Regions from separate parts of the Mus musculus genome. Here region 2 is linked to region 1. A link is a contact called in public promoter capture Hi-C data. All regions are on one chromosome and are shown on one strand. The core of a region is the stretch at or near the end of the contact, and the rest is flanking DNA. Distances in the headings are between cores, read along the strand shown. Region 1 overlaps Nab1 (Ngfi-A binding protein 1). Region 2 holds the start of Hibch (3-hydroxyisobutyryl-Coenzyme A hydrolase).

Region 1 (5,322 bases), core at 1,341-3,840:
AAGTCACCCATTCTGATCCATTTTATGTTCCCTAAACGTGGTAGAGTTGGGGCTGAACTTTCTAAATGGGAGAAATATTTTTTGTGGGTAATTCTTATGTACCAAGCACTGAGGTAAGTATTTTCTTTGCACTATTTTCTTTCCCTAAAAATGCCTGTATAAATGAGCCTCATGGCTGCTATAGTGTCCCTCTTACAAATGGGACAGTCTATACCCAGGGAGAAAATGATGTGTTCAGCACCCCAGGATTAGCAATAGGAACAGACTTCAGATTACAAAGTTGTAGTCAGTTCTCATGAAAAATAGCTATTATTCCTAGCCAAGTTTCAGAAGTATCTTCATGTTAGGGCTGTATGCATTGAGCTTAGGCTTGGAGCTGGTGTCTATAGCTGTAGAACAGGGGAAACAAGCATTGTTTGTGAGGGGTAAGTAGAAAATGTCTGTGAAACAGGAACCAGTACAGTTTGGGCTTCTGAACACCAGCAGTGCGGTTGTTGGGCAGTCTGCTTGATGCTTGGCCCAAGTGTACTTGTTTGAGCTTAAAGGAAGGTTTGCTTGAGTGGAGGCTGGAGTTGTAGGAGTTAAAAAAAAAGTCTTAGAAGAAAACTGGAGTAACCAGAAGAATGATGTGCTCATGCTCTTATAGAAAGTTGGCTCTAGCTCACCTACTGATTACAGTCTATGCATCCCTATTCATCAGTGCAGGGGCTAGAAAGGCAAGTGTCTTCACTACTAAGAAAGGACAGTTGGAGATGAAGGTGCATGACACGGTCTCACAGTGTCAGAGCTATTTACGTTTTACTTCCAATCATGTTGTTTCATGTCTGACTTCAAACAACAGATAATTGTGGTTCTGGTGCCTTTAATCCCAGCCCTCAGGAGCCAAGGCAGAAAGGTTGAGAGTTCAAGGCCAAGGCTGAGCTACAACCTGGACTAGCCTGGCCTGTAAAATGACACCATCTCAAAACTTTAAAACTTTTAATTAAAAATAGATGACTAGATGTTATTTAGGAAATTGATTTTGTAGACTAAATATTTGAAAGCATGGCATGCAAAGACCATAACGGGAGACTGTTTTGAGCCAATATCTTATATCACAAATAAAATAAAACATTTTATTATATCACCACATCTTTTTTCTACTAGATTACTGTAATGGGTTTTTACATTCTTAACCCTGTGTTAAAGGCATGTAGCTTATCCCACAAAGAAAAAGCTGCATTGGTAATAAGGATTTCTCTAAGGAGACCCTAGTGGCCTCCTCTTAAGGCTTCCTTACTAAAGCCATCATAGTTGCCTGTAGCTTTATATAGAGCAGCCTTTTATATAACAGCAAATAAGCAGTTAAAAAAGAACTTAAAATTAATGGTGGGTAGGTTGCCCACCATCGTGTTCCATACATATTGGATGCATGACTGTTCTCACTTTGCAGCTGTCATGTGATAAGCCCATGATCTCATCATCTGTTCCCAGTTGGTCCTCTCAGCAGCTCAGAAAGATTCTCTTGGCTTTACCTTCCCCCCAAAGACACTAACTTGGGAAGACAGGTACTGTAGGCCATTGTAGGCTCATCCTGACAAAGGGGACTCACAGGAAGTACTGGGAAGTTCAAGTTGGGTGGCAATTTAATTTTTTCTTTTACTTTAGGTCTTTACCAGACAGATTATAAACAAGCAATAAAAAACATGGCAATATGGCTACTTACTGAATTACTAAAACTCCCTTTTGGACTTTAGAGCAGTACAAATCATGGTACTGCACAAGCTTATAAAACGGTCACATATAAACCAGAGGGTAATATACAAGCTTATGCAACGGCAATATATTAACTTTTGCATGTCAAAAAAATTTAACAAAAAAAATATTTTTAAAAGCCCAACAGTTCCCAGTCCCAGCATTGAAAGTTACGCTGGATGAAGCCCATAACCCATCCAAACAAGGCCTTTAACCTCTGGTTCTTAACCTGTGGCTCAGATAGCCTGCATGCCACATGCTTTCTAAGATTCAGAACTGTAGCAAAATTACAGTTGTGAAGTATCAGCAACATGCTTGTACCGTTGAGGACCACTGCAACAACGTTAGACAGCAAAGGTGGCTTCCTGGTGGAGGGTTCTGCCTCTTGATGCTTTTTGTGCTGGATAGTCAAAACTATTGAAAGATGCTATTTTCATGGAAATACTTCAGTGCTTTTCGTAAAGCTAGAAGTAGGAGAAGGCTCCAAGTGTCTGGTGTGAGCATGTGAGCTGGTTCAGCAGGTGAGTGGGGGGTGGGGGGCGGTGAGGTGAGTGTGTGTGAGGGGGTGCTGGTTGGAACTCTTGTCTCTGTGGTCATAAAGTCTGCTTGCCAGTGCTGGTGCTAGAGAGCATCAGATTTCCAATCTTGTTCATTTGCAGTTTTACTATAGAAAATAAGACACGGTGGCTTCGAAGACTGAAATGCAATATTCTACATTAAGATCTCAGATTATTTACTACTCAGGGCAGAGGGTTGTCTTTGCTTTGTGTGCTAACAAAGTCTGAATCTCCGGGCCCCACAGGATGGATTTCCCGACTTCCAGGAATCTGTGCCAACACTCTTCCAGCAGGCCAGAGCCAAGAGCGAGGAGCTTGCAGGGCTCGGTTCACAGGTAAGGCACCTGCCGTGACTGTCATGGGAATAGCTATAGGTTGGGGGTAGGTGGGTGCTTCAGCTAGCTTCCACTTGATGTTTGTGAGGATACAGTTTGTTTCTGCTTGTTGTTAAATGTCTTCTGGTCCTCAGCTTTATCTGTCTGATGGCAGGAACATCTTGGTTTCATTTGGCTCATGAACAGAATCTGATAAGCTGTTACTTACTCTCTGTAGTTCTGTAGGAAGTGACACATTCTTTGAGTATCAGGGAAAACAGCCATTTTGGTACAACTCTTAGGTAAAATAGCACAAGATCTCAATAACATATCGTCAACATTGCTACTCTTACCCCATTTAAAGCATTACTGAACAATTGTTAAATTAGTGTGTAGCTTTGGATAATTTTATTAATTTCTGTGTATATGTCAGGGGGTGCATGCTTGTGTGGGTGCACAAGGGTGCTGGTAGGTGTACTCATGTGTGCACCTGTTTATAGAGGCCAGACGGAAGCCTTGGGTGTGGTTCCTCAGGGTCCACCCACCTTGATTTTTTTGAGACAGGGCTCTTGTTAGCCTTGTTCTTATTTGTTCTTCTAGCTGGCTGCAGAGCCCCAGGAACCCAGCTGGATCTGCTCCCCACTACTGGAGTCATGGCGCATACCTCCCAGCTCAGTTCTTCATGCTGGAGTCATGGCGCATACCTCCCAGCTCAGTTCTTCATGTGGGTGCTGGGATTTGAATTTGGTTTCTCAGGCTTCTACAGCCAGTACTGTGTGCTACAATAGCTATCCTCCTACCCCAAAATCTTAGTCAATTTTTAACTATGTATGTGCTCAGAAGTGGACATTTCCAAAGTCCGTGTGTGAATGTCCCTTTTAGACAGAACTGCAGACCTGTTTGCAGGCCCGTTTAGTATTGCCAAACCTTGCTACTATGTTTCCCTCCCAGAATGGCCTGTTGAAATGTCCCCAGTTAACTTGCCAAAATGAAGTTGTTACCTTTGATCTGGTTTGTACATGTCTAGAAAAGTAATAAGGGTATTTCTTCTGTTTTTTAATCCATTATGTGTTCCATCTATTGATTTTTAAAATTGTGAATCATGACTTTTGTAACCAATTTTACATAGTGGCATTCTTATAGTACTTTTATATAACATGATAATGAATCATATCTGCATTTTGACTATTACTTCATTGGCAAATGTCATATAGACACACTGCTTTGAATATCACATGCAAGTAATTTAAAGCAGAACACAGAAAAGGAGCCTCTAAAACACGTGCAGAGGTGACCTCATATGTCACACAGCAGCCTTCTGTTTCAAACATGTCCATCTATGCGTGGTTTGGAAATGCTGCTTCACTCTGGGATGGAGGCAGAGATCCTTGCTGGCAGGGATGCCTCTCTGCATAATTTGCATTGTTTAATTTTGGTGGGAGGTGTGTTTGTCTTGTTCTTCTAGACAAGCATTTTACACCTTTTCTCCTCCAAGCAGGCTGTCATCATAGCAGAATCTGGGTAGCGCCAAATCCTAAAATAAGATGCCAGGATTTCACCCTGTGCTCAAAGCAGTTGACAGCAGATGTTGCTGCTGCTCTTAGGCTCTTTTTTTCCATCTTCTTTCTTTCTTGATTTCTTTTCTTTTTTTCTATTTTAGAAAGAAGGGGAAATCCTTTAAAGGACTCAGAACCTTGGGAAACAAAGTGAAGCTTACATTGGCTTTGAGTTTACATAGAGTTCTCTTTATGGGACTGAAAGGAAACCTTTTGAACAAACCTGGTGTCTTACATGACACAAGCATGCATTCATAGTTATGGAGGCAGATATACATCCACAGGAAGTGTGAGCTCCTTTTAATAAATACTAAATGCATTCGCTGGTGTCTCAAATTAGCAGCATCAGGCCATGAAGAAATCTAGAATGCTTTAGTTATTGCTTTTATCTTTGCTTTACTCACTAGCAGGCTGAAAAGGGGATGGCGAAGCAGATGGAGCTCCTGTGTGCCCAGGCCGGGTATGAGAGGCTGCAGCAGGAGAGGAGACTCACGGCCGGGCTCTACAGGCAGAGCTCCGGCGAGCAGAGCCCTGATGGCGGCCTGCCTTCTGATAGCTCTGATGGACAAGGTGAGCCTCTGCAGTGACTGGCCACTTGCCTCTCAAAGAGAAGTGGGGAGAATGGATTCCTTTATGTCTTGAAGGGATCATATCTGCAGAAATCCATTTTCACTAGTCCCTTTTCAGAGGAAAGTGGTCATCCTGCATCCTGTATATTTTAATTTCTAAAAGTCCTTACGTTTTATTATTCCTGTACTGTAGCTTGCGCATGTGTAGAGGCTTGGTCAGGACAGGGATGTGCGAATACAGCCCATTTCCCCTAAGAAACAGATTCCGTCAAAGATGCTGCTTTGCTGATAGCACCTGTTTCCTTGTGGTGCTAGGATTGAACCCAGGGCCTTCCACTGAAGTACACCCTCACCTTTTCCAAACGACAGAAACATCGTTCTTTAAATTTCAAAAATCAATTTGTCTAAAATGTATATTTGTTTCCTAACACAAGTCTGTGTTAGAAAGCTGAGTCATGAGTGTTTTTACTACTCTGAAAAAAAAAATGTTTTTGGCTTTTCTCCTGTCTTCAGTATGAAGAAAACCCCATGTCATTGTCATCCACTCATTGAAAAGGTTTTTTGAAGTGTTTTCTATATGCCAGGCAGGCCT
Region 2 (5,322 bases), core at 1,384-3,883, 380 kb before region 1:
TGATGAACAGGCCAGGTAGGAGTGCTGCTTATGGGCTTGTCATGGCATATTCATGACAAGCATGCTTTCTTCTAACACCCCAGACCACCTGGACAGGGATGTCACCATCCATAAAGAGCCAGGCCCTCCCACGTAAATCACTAGTTAAGAAAATGCCCTACAGGATTACCTAAAGCCCCCTCAGATGGAGGCATTTTCTGAACTGAAATTCCCTCCTCTAAGATGATTCCAGCTAGTATCAAGTTGGCATGAAAGCTAGTCAGCACACTATGTTAAGCAATGTATCCCAGGCTCAGACAAATACAGCATGTCTGTGGATGCTAGAGAGAGAGAGAGAGAGAGAGAGAGAGAGAGAGAGAGAGAGAGAGAGAGAGAGAGAGATTGATGGTAAGTGTAGGTCATTAAACTAAAACAGGACCATGAGAGCAGAAAAGGATCTCTTAAGGGAAGGCTACAGGATGGTAGGGAGGGAATGAGAGTAAAAGACCAAAGTGCCATGAAGCAGAAGAGCTAGGGAGTAGAGGAGGAGGGCTGACCAGCACACTGACAGCCAGGGGAGGAGAGTGGGGATAGAACCAACAACAGAAACACAGAAACAGTGTGTACAGAACTGCCACAATGAAACTCATAGCTTAGTATCCAACAAAAGACAAAAATGAGTGATAGAGATCATTTAGAGATCTAGCTGACATATAATTGAATTCAATTGCATTTGAAGTACAATTGAAGCATTCGGCATAGGACTCAGAATAATCAACTATACAATACATTTGAAAGTTCTCTTCTTAAAGAAATGCTGTTGAGACAGAGAAAACCACCCAACTGCTAAACTGGCACTGCAATGTTAGGAACACAGGACAGCACCAGAGGAGCAAAGGAAGGCTAAGTTCAATGGCATTAGCCAATCACATCAACCAAGGCACACCCGCCCCTTTCCTTCCAGAAACTCTCCGGATCTCCCTCCAGGTTTGTGGAATCCGCTCCTCTTGACTGCATGACCTTGTCTCCAATCCCTTTTGCTATCCCAGGACTGGATCTAGGAAAGGGAGACCTCAGATCAGTACTGTCCAATTTGGTCCTGGCACTTTACATGTTGAAATGTGGAGTGAAATAGGGACAAGCTGAACCACAGTAATGACAGAATCTTTCTAGATGAAGTTAACTTTGTTAATATACATGCCTCTAAATTATTGTTCCCAAATAATTTAGAATTTGCCATCATCAAGAAGCAACAACAATGATTATGTGAGCAGATGCTATTATTCACCACAAAAGAAAAAAGAGAAGCAAGGCAACTTCTACATGTAACAAAAATACCTGAGTATCGTTGGTGCTTTCTGCTAAAAAGGCACTATTCTTTTTAAGATGTTTTGTTTTGTTCTGTTTTTTGAGACAGGACTTCTCTGTGTAGCCTTGGCTATCCTGGAACTCACTCTATAGACCAGGCTGGCCTTGAACTTAGAAATCCCTGCCTCTATCTCCCAAGTACTGGGATTCAAGGCGTGCGCCACCATGCGCGGCTTAAGATGTGTTTTTAACTATGTATATATGTATGCCCATGTAAGTACAAGTGTCCAATGGATCCAGAAGAAACTATCAGATTCCTTGGAGACGGAGTTAAAGGTAGTTATGAGCCACACGGGAAGCAGAACTTTGTCCTCTTAGCCAGTCCTTTAAGAGCAGTATAGGCTCTTAAAACCGCGGAACCATCTCCCTAACTCCACTGGTAACTACTCATTTAGAACTAAGAAACATTCTATGCCTTTGCAGGAACCTTCCACAACAGACTGTAAGGCATAAGAAACGTGCAGACGGAACAAGGGTGCGTTCCACGTCTGAGATGCTCCTAGACTGCACAGATGTCTAACAGCACACATTTCATCGCCCAAAAGTACTTCAGTGAAGAGTTCCACAGGGGGGAAATTGAAGTTTTTGCGTATGGTACTGGGGAAAAGGAATTACACTAGCCAAAGCTCCTAAAATGGGTGCTACCACATTTCCTTCTGCCAAGGTCCGATTGCAGTGAGAGACACTCTTAGAAAGTTAATATCTGCACTGCTCCGGTCAAGCCACGCTAAATGGTCACAACATTATTCTGTGAGTTCCAATTGCCTGCGCTGCTACTACTGCTAGCTGAAATAATCAAGTTCCTTACCCGGAGCCCAGGTACACAACCTGTCATTTCTGTGTGACTTAAGAAAATACCCTACACAGTAAATCAGGTGGCACGTCCCCACACAGCGCCCAGTTCCAAGAAAGAAAATAAATAGGAGACAAACGGAGGGGGGAGAAAGTTGTGGGACGTCAAGGCCTAACAGATGCTAGAGGACGGAAAATGAAGGTGCTGTTGCAAGAAAAAGAGCAAAGTCAGAGGACGCATGTCGTTGCGATCGCCGCTGAGGTCGCCGCGGGGCAGCAAAGCAGAGGCTGCCATACAAAGGCGACTAGATCTGCGAGACCTGCGGGGACACTTGTGAGCCTTTTCCCCCAAGCCGGCCCTTAGCTCTGCCTTGCTCACCAACTCACCTCGACAGGAGCCGCCACGCATATGGCTGCCCCATGGCCTAAAAACCCAAGAGCAGAAGAAGCAGAGTGTAGTGGTTCCACCGGCTCTGGTAGTTAGACCCGCCCACAGCCCCGCCCACAGCCGATGAGAGCAGAGGAGAGCCGGGGTCACTGATGACAAGTCCTCCGGTGGGCCAGAGCGGCCCAACGCCTACACTTCCGCTGCGCTACGCTCACGGGCCCGGCCGGGCGGGGCGGGGCGGGGCAAAACAGGAGCAGTTAGGAAACCAGCAAGAGCAGTGGGCAGGGCCACACTAGACAGGGCCAGGCCGGGTAAAGGTGGGGCGGGTCCTGGCTAGGGGCGTTAACTAGTGAGGGGAGGAGGAAGAGGAGGAGCCAAGACGAAAGCTGAGAGGTGAGTAACCAAAGCAAAGAGAAAAGTAGAAAAACTTATTTATAATAGCCAGAAGCTGGAAAGAAGCCAGATGTCCTTCAACAGAGGAATGGAGATAGAAAATGTAGTACATTTACACAATGGAGTACTACTCCGCCATTAAAAACAATGACTTCATGAAATTCTTAGGCAAATGGATGGAACTAGAAAGTATCAATCCTGAGTAAGGTGACCCAATCACAAAAGAACACACAGTATGGATATGAGCCCAAAGGCTCGGCAAGATACAATTCACCGACCACAAGAAGCTCAAGAAGAAGGAAGACCAAAGTGTGGGTGCTTTGGTCCTTCTTAGAAGAGGAAATAAAATACCCACAGGAGGAAATACAGAGGCAAGTGTGGAGCAGAGACTGAAGGCAAGGCCATCCAGAGAATGCCCCACCTGGGGATCCATTCCATATATAGTCACCAAACCCAGAGACTTTTTATTGTAGGTGCCAACAAGTGCTTGCTGACAGGCGCCTGATACAGCTATCTCCAGAGAGGCTCTGTCAGAGCCTGACAAAGAGGTGGATGCTCACAGTCAACTATTGGACTGAGCACAGGGTCTCCAATGGAGGAGTTAAAGAAAGGAATGAAGGAGCTGAATTGGTTTGCAACTCCATAGGACAAACAACAATATCAACCAACCAGAACCCCCAGAGCTCCCAGGGACTAAACCACCAACCAAAGAGTACACATGGAGGGACCCATGGCTCCAGGTGCATATGTAGCAGATGATGGCCTTGTCAGGCATCAATGGGAGGAGAGGCCCTTGGTCCTGTGAAGGCTGGATGCCCCAGTGTAGGGGAATGCCAGGATGGGGAAGCCAGAGAGGGGGGTTGGTTGGTTGGGGGAGCATTGTCACAGAAGCAGGGGGAAGGGGGAGGGGATAGGAGGTTTCCATAGGAGAAGGAAAGGAAGAGAGGGGATAACATTTGAAATGTAAATAAAGAAAATATCTAATAAGAAATTTCAAAAACCTTTAAATATAATTTTTTTACTACCACATTTAATGTAAAAAGATTGCATTGCCTTTTCTTTGTAATATTGAGAAACAATAAATACGGTAGTGGTTTTTACTTTAAAAAATGGAAAGGAAAGGAGTTTGCTCCCTAGACTAGGCTGTCTTGAAATGCCCAGTTGATTATCTATGTTTGGCTTTTAAGTTTAATCAGCAGGTATTAATTGATCTGAAGGAGTTTGTGTAATTTTTTTTTTTTTTTTGGTTTTTTGAGACAGGGTTTCTCTGTATAGACCTGGCTGTCCTGGAGCTCACTTTGTAGACCAGGCTGGTCTCGAACTCAGAAATCCACCTGCCTCTGCCTCCCGAGTGCTGGGATGAAAGGCATGTGCCACCATGCCTGGCTGTGTAATTTTAATAATTTTTTAATGAAAAGGTAAATTTAAACCAGACCCGATGACACACACCTATAATTCCAGCACTCAGAAACCTGAAACAGAATGGTCACCTGGGCTACACAGCAAGACCCTGTCTAGGAAAACTAAGTAAATTAAATGTTCTTTGAGTCAGAAACATATGAGATGCATTTGACATTGAGGAAAGACCAGAGTTTAGTACTCTACATAGCTGAACTTGCTTCGAAACATTGCTAATTATCTTCAGAAAAGTTACAGATCCCTCAGTCTTCCTCTGAGACAAAATATCTGATTAAGAGAATGCTCACAAACTAGAAATATCAGTGAAAACATACCTGTTCTGGAAAGCAGCTTATTAAATAAACCCCATATTTAACTGTCCACTGTGGTGATTTGAACATACTTGGCCCAAAGGAGTGGCACTATTTGGACGTGTGGCCTTGTTGGAGTAGGTGTAGCCTTGTTAGAGGAACTGTGTCATTGTGGGCTGGGCTTTAAGACCCTTGTCCTAGCTGCTTGGAAGCCAGTCTTCCAAACAAGGTATTGAACTTTCAGCTTCTCCTGCACCATGCCTGCCTGGACGTTGACATACTCCCACCTTGATGATAGTGGCCTGAACCTCTGAACCTGTAAGTCATCCCCAATTGAATGCTGTCTTTATAAGAGTTGCCTTGGTCATAGTGTCTAATCACAGCAGTAAAACCCTAACCAAGACACCCACTACTCTTGAGTTTCTTCTAGATTCATACAGATGTCTAGCTGTAAGCACATCAACAAAAACGTGTTGGCATATTAATAGTAAATGAGGGAATCTGAGAAGAGTTTCAGAGTGAAAAATTAAAGGGGTGTTTGTCATCCACTGAAGTATACCCTGACCTTAAAGAAGTTATTCTTAGTCTTTGGCATATTGTAAGATACTTGATCAGAAATGATCTTTCTGTCCTGGACCAAATATAATAGTGGCTAGAGAACAGAGGAAGCCAACAGACACCATACAAGTGGAA

Evidence for each region. Promoter capture Hi-C pulls out the DNA fragments that hold promoters and counts their contacts.
Region 2: a contact with region 1 is called in a promoter capture Hi-C map of liver, with 2.7 times the contacts expected there. The contact joins the promoter of Hibch here to the enhancer-like site in region 1. A contact is called at or near these places in 7 of 39 promoter capture datasets (the 3T3-L1 cell line, the C10 cell line, HPC-7-derived erythroid cells and 2 more), 1 of 484 Hi-C or Micro-C datasets (B cells), 2 of 115 datasets of contacts at active chromatin or transcription factors (extraembryonic endoderm stem cells and pancreatic cancer cells) and 1 of 9 other capture datasets (liver).

Annotation. Positions count from the first base shown.
Region 1 is chr1:52,464,194-52,469,515 of GRCm38.p6, reverse strand. It overlaps Nab1 (Ngfi-A binding protein 1), which reads left to right. Exons shown (of 8, transcript NM_008667.3): 5 at 2,537-2,626; 6 at 4,569-4,731. Among named protein-coding and RNA genes, the nearest start is that of Gm23460, 22 kb to the right of the region's middle. Within about 2 kb of position 2,590, at least 13 of the 459 cell types and tissues checked have an H3K27ac peak or open chromatin away from gene starts, as enhancers often do. A contact at or near this core is called in liver, where this site is marked.
Region 2 is chr1:52,842,349-52,847,670 of GRCm38.p6, reverse strand. Hibch (3-hydroxyisobutyryl-Coenzyme A hydrolase) reads right to left here and starts at 2,633. Exons shown (of 14, transcript NM_146108.2): 1 at 2,527-2,633. The coding sequence starts at 2,561.